2 separate regions of the Mus musculus genome follow, and region 2 is linked to region 1. A link is a contact called in public Hi-C data. All regions are on one chromosome and are shown on one strand. The core of a region is the stretch at or near the end of the contact, and the rest is flanking DNA. Distances in the headings are between cores, read along the strand shown. Region 1 has its middle 14 kb from the start of Gm33515. Region 2 overlaps Asb7 (ankyrin repeat and SOCS box-containing 7).

Region 1 (2,700 bases), core at 101-2,600:
TGGAAGCTTGCTAGAAGTGATTGCAACTAGAAGAAGATTCCCATCGTCTACACCCGACGTCCTCACACTTATCTCACCTCCGGACTGTGTTCTGAACTGAATGTGGCTGGAGAGCCCCAGATCAGCAGCATGGGACTGGTCCAAAAGAGTGGTGAGGAAGACATGAGAGACAGATGGGGGTCTGTGCTGAGCGTTGGGTACGAACAGGGAACTTGTCCTGAACGCTATGCCTCTGCATCCCACTTGAAGTACCTACGAGGGCTTCTGCAGCATAGCTGTCTGGAATATTCAAGAGCAAGACCTTGGACCCTCTTCTCACTGGTAGGGAGGCCAGCATGTGGATAATCCACCACAGTCAAGACAGATATTTCAATGGTAGGGTTAAGGAAGAGGGAAGGGAAAGTTTGGTGCAGAGGATGGAAGATTCCTGAGAGAACTCTGGCCCTCAGTGGATCCAGGGTCCATAGGAAGGATGATGGAGCACAGCAAGGTGGTAACTTCACTGAGGCATCACCGTAATATCTCATCACAAAGGCTCTTGTACCTTCCTAGGCCTGGTGGAGCTGCCTAACTGTGGCATCCTTGGAAAAGTGTGGCTCCCATTCTGCCATGGCCTGCCGCCTCTTCCGGCCCTCTCCTGCTGCCGTGTGGCATTCAGGCTAGGCATCGGGGAACAGCCGCTGATGCATGGAAATTGGAGCCATCCTTTGGGGCCCCTAGAACTTAAGGTGTCTTGCAGAAGACAGAGATCATTGTTGGATAACAACAGGAGTGAACTGACGCGATAAGTATTTTCTAGTGTGTTTCTTTTTAACTGTAGATCTATTTTAAAAGGCTGACGTGCAAACCCAACCCGAGAATACCTTGGCTCTGGCTCAACTCGATGAAACTAAAAAATGATTTAGTGTCATGTCAGGCTGTTGCATAGTAAAGTGGTGCCATGCCTTCGAAGAAACCAGTTCAGATCCTGAAAAGGCCTTAGGCAAAGTTAAAGTTGTAACTCACATTTCAAGGGAGCAACTGTAAACACGTTCCCCAGTGTGTACAGCAGCCAGGACTCCTAATGACACTCCGTAAAGGCTCTTTGCCCCAGACTAGGGAGCTCTTGTTTTCTCCTCCCCTTCTCAAAGCGCATATTTTCTCAACAACATCTCAACATCCCAACCACACAGGGACGTTCCTGAGAAGGAAACATTTGAGGCTGCATTGGCTTGTGGAACTCGGCTGCATGCATGGTTCCTGGTTTACAAAGGCAATGATTTCACAGGAAACCTGAGTTTCTAACACTCAGGGTAGAGGGGGACAGGCAGGGAGCCTGTGTATACATGGGTATGGTCTCTCTCCAGCTGTGCAGCCACTGCGGAGGCCTCTCTGTATGGAGCCGCTAATGGACAATGCCTGGGCCCTGAGCCCACAGCAGATGTGCTGAGGAACCGAGCCAGGAAGGGCTGAGATGTAGCTGACAGAGGGACACAAAGGGCCTGAGAAGCCTAGCAAGGTAACCACAGGCGGAAACCTAGAGAAAAAAAAAAAAAGAAGAAGAAAGAAAGAAAAAAAGAAAGAAGACATTCCCACCATTCCCCAAAATGGGGCTAACATGATGCAGCCCTTTTCCTTGAAGTGGGCTTGGCAGGACTAGCTGTTGAAAGAAAAAAAAAAGAAGAAGAAGAAATCAGCATGTTTTACATTTGTCTGGCCTGCATATCTAGATGAGCTGGCTCCAGACCCCCTCACACACAACACTGATGTGGGAGAGGGGAACAAAGGGCACGGCGGACAGAGTGAAAGAGAGACGTTTGAAAATATTTCTCCCATGCAGTTATTAAATTGAGTTTGTAAGCAGGTAGTAGCCTTTAGGATCCTCCTGAAGTTCTCACATCTGCTGCTGGGGATGGGGGTGGGGAGGGCCTGCCTACACCTCTCAGAGACCACCTTCAGCTTTAAAATGGTCCAGTACCTCTGGTGTTGAGGGTTCCTGTTTCCTGATTCGTCTTATGGAGCCTCGGTCCCTTACTTCCTTCATCTTCTGCCTTTTGCCATAGAATTAGACAAGATCCCGGGATATCACAAGTCAGGGCCTGGGAGAGATTACCTGTGCACCGCTCTGAGTACGCACACAGGAGAAGCACCCGCTACCTGTGCGTATGACGGGGTCAGATCAGCCTGAACACCTGCCGCAGGTTCAGGGAAGGAGCTGCCACAGGATTAGACTCTGGGATGAGTCTTATTAGGGGAGGGCCTTGAGCTCACAGGGGCTGTGGCTGGGCCTTAAAGTGGGGGAGTGACTTAGGGAGATACAGCATCACATCACAATGGGGTCCCCAGAGGAAGAGAAGGAGAGGGCCTCCCCTTCAAAACCCAAGAGGAGCTGGGATAGGAGTCGGGACCCTGAGGGAGAGAAGCAGACCTTCAGGTCCAGAAAGGAGCTGCATTGAGAGACAGACACCATCCACTGCATGATGATGGAGTAAGAAAAGTACCTTCAACTCCCTGAAGAAAAACGTGGGAGAATAAAGAGGGTTTCTGGCTTTTGCTTTTAGAGGGGGTGAAATGGCAGAGGGATAACAGGGGGAGTTCCACACCACATGACCTAACCAGGCCTAGCCTACCTGCCCAGGGACATGGATCCAGGCATTAGATAGCACCCTAAACTCATCTTATGGTTACAAGGGGGTTGGGGTAGACTAGGCTCATGTCCCC
Region 2 (2,700 bases), core at 129-2,628, 210 kb before region 1:
GATGAGAGGCTGAAGGGCAGAGCAAAGGCGTGGCAGCAGGAACAGGAAGCAGCAGCCACAAGCACCAGGCAGCGTGAACTAGCAAAAGGAATGGCTTTAAACTCCCAAAGCCCACCTCCAGTGACATACTTCCTCCAGCAAGGCCACACCTCCTAAGGCACCCCAAAGAGTGCCACCCACTGGAGACCAAGCATTTCTGTGCCCAAGATTATGGAGGGCGTCTCATTCAGACCACCAGTGCTCAGCCACCTGAGGAAAATGTAACCAATAAATTTATGCCAGAAAGCTGATACTGTATGTTTGAACTGTAAGTCAATACTGCCATTTTTATTTTAAGGGAGCTAGAACCGGCCATTGGACCTACAAAGCAAGAGTTGTTTACCCCACTTTATACTTAGTCCCAGTGAGAGGACTTTAGAAGCAAGAGCAAAAAGAATACTGTGTCATTGGCTAGATGTGGCAGGGCATGCCTTTAACCCAGCACACAGAAGGCAAAGGCAAGTGGATCTCTGTGAAGTGTAGGCCAACCTGGTACAATAAGTTCCAGGTCAGCTGGGGCGACATAATGAGACCTTGTCTCAAAAATAAAAAGTCAAATTTTAAAATGGGAGCTGGAATTAAACAGAAATATTAGGAGACCATCCTGGATGCTGGCAGAGATGAAGAGGCCCTCTAGGGAATGACAGACCCTGAAGCAGTCTGGAGGAGGGCAGCAAGCGCCCTCGGTTTCTTGGCCTACTCCCCTCTGTATCACTGTCCCCCTCTACAGCGAAGCCTAGGACTTCATCTTCTGTGTGGTTACCCTTGACTGTTTCAGATGTTTGGTCTTCGTCTACCTTTATGAGTAATTAGTATGCTTTAAAGATTTATTTTTAATTATGGATGGGTGTCTGTGTACATGAGTACAGGTGTCTACAAAGCCCGGAGGCGTTAGAGCCTCTGGAACTGGAGTGATCAGTGGTGGTGAGCAGCTGGCATGGGTGCTGGAAATTGGAAGACCACCTCACACCCTTTTAGCAGCTGAGTCATCTTTCTAGTGCCCAAGTGTAGATATCTTTATCCTAAGAAATCAGTTAGGCCTCCCTCACGAAAGCCACAAGGTGTGTGTAGAGGTGGGGAGGCCTTTGGGACAGGTACTTTTCTAAGTTATCCCCTCAGGCTTCCTCTTGATTCTAAACTGGGACGGTCAGCAGCAGATTTCCTATTTTGTGCCAGCCTGGTTATTAATAATGATAGGCTTCTCCACACTAGGAAAGATTAACTCTTTGAACTATTGTGTAATCCCATTGGCATTCATTAGTCTGAAGACCTTGTAGTTCCTGCTGCATCCTCCAGTGTTTATGAGTCCATAAATTACAGTCTGTGGGGAGCTGGCCTCAGCCTCCCTGTTACAGCCCACTGTGGAGCAGCACTTCCTCGCTGCCTGTGATGCCTAGTGGGTGGTGTGTGCAGGTCTGCTGATTGTCCCTCCTCTTGTCGTCTGTGTCCTCTTCTCTGCTCCTCCTTCCTTCTCTTCTTTGTAAGAAGAGAAGCATGGTAAGCATGCAGTGGGTTCTCAGGCGATGCTTTCCTGTGGTCCGTTGACAAGAAATAAATATTAATCTTGTAATCATGATCTCCTAGTCCCAAGATGCTGTCCCTGCAGAAGGATTCCCGAGATGTGTGTGGAGGCACAGTAGCCCTGAGTGCCCTTACTGCCCTTTGCCAGTAGCCTGCTGTTGCCTCCGCATGCTGACAAGCCAACGGAGTTCACTTCTTGGTGTGCGCAGGGAGGTAGTGACACCCACTCCCTGCCACCGTGTGTCCTTTTACACAGCAAAAGTCTTCATATTCAGCCCTTTGAAGTCATAACAGTGGCTTCCAGCAGTTTGCCAACTGTTCCCTGCTAGTGGCTACTACTTGCCCCTTTCCAGCCTTGCTTTCTTACCATCTTTCCACATGAAGATGAAGACCACTTTCCAAGAATGGCCTTCTTGTTTCCTGAAAATGAGAAGAACTATCCCTATAAGTGTTTAGCAACTAATATTTTTAGAATTTGCTTTCTGGTTATTTCCGGTTTGCCTTACACTGGTCTTACCACTTTGCCACAGTGAATGTTTTTACTTCTTATACAACCTTTGAGGTAGGTGTTGTTATGAAGAAACTAAGGCACCAGGCTAAACACCTTGGCGAGGACCATGTGGGTTGTGAGTGACTAGGAGCCAAGCATGTGTCCTGACTCCAGGATTGTTGAGTTTAACCACTACAGTATGCCCTTACCATTCAAGGCAGCTCTGCAGTAAGGAGTTACATGTGGTTAAAAAGAGCTTTAAAAGACCACATTCTTCCAAAATATTAAAGGATGTCATTCATGGCATGTCGCTAAAGGAGAAACAAAGGAAAAATTAGAAACTGAGAAAAGCATTCCAATATGCGTTGGCCTAGGACCTCCACTGAACAGAGCATTCCAGAACATGTAGACTCCCAGTGGCCACAGCACTACCTCACCAGCCCCTGGGTGAGTGAACTATTTTGCCAGAGAATCCCCCGTCAAGCCTCCCCTGAAACACTGCAAACAAATAAGGAACTTAATGGAATGTTGTCTTAAATGCTTTGGTGCTGGGTAAACTCAGTTAAGCACTAATGGTGCAGGTATCTCTGACAGTGTATGATGGAGAGAGAGCCTGAGCTCTCCTGCCCTGAGGCTCCTAGGAGACCATG

The links. A called contact is a pair of places that touch in the nucleus more often than the background predicts.
Region 2: a Hi-C map of uterus shows a contact between it and region 1, with 2.9 times the contacts expected there. The contact joins two enhancer-like sites. A contact is called at or near these places in 10 of 15 datasets of contacts at CTCF or cohesin (CD8 T cells, the G1E-ER4 cell line, the NIH/3T3 cell line and 6 more), 228 of 484 Hi-C or Micro-C datasets (3T3-L1-derived adipocytes, the AML12 cell line, the AtT-20 cell line and 122 more), 48 of 115 datasets of contacts at active chromatin or transcription factors (the HPC-7 cell line, the NIH/3T3 cell line, PVALB interneurons and 34 more) and 4 of 9 other capture datasets (adipose tissue, embryonic stem cells, liver and 1 more).

What each region holds. Positions count from the first base shown.
Region 1 is chr7:66,441,386-66,444,085 of GRCm38.p6, reverse strand. No RefSeq gene overlaps it. Among named protein-coding and RNA genes, the nearest start is that of Gm33515, 14 kb to the right of the region's middle. Within about 2 kb of position 1,350, at least 30 of the 459 cell types and tissues checked have an H3K27ac peak or open chromatin away from gene starts, as enhancers often do. A contact at or near this core is called in uterus, where this site is marked.
Region 2 is chr7:66,649,764-66,652,463 of GRCm38.p6, reverse strand. All of the region lies in intron 5 of Asb7 (ankyrin repeat and SOCS box-containing 7), which reads left to right. Among named protein-coding and RNA genes, the nearest start is that of Asb7, 38 kb to the left of the region's middle. Within about 2 kb of position 1,378, at least 47 of the 459 cell types and tissues checked have an H3K27ac peak or open chromatin away from gene starts, as enhancers often do. A contact at or near this core is called in uterus, where this site is marked.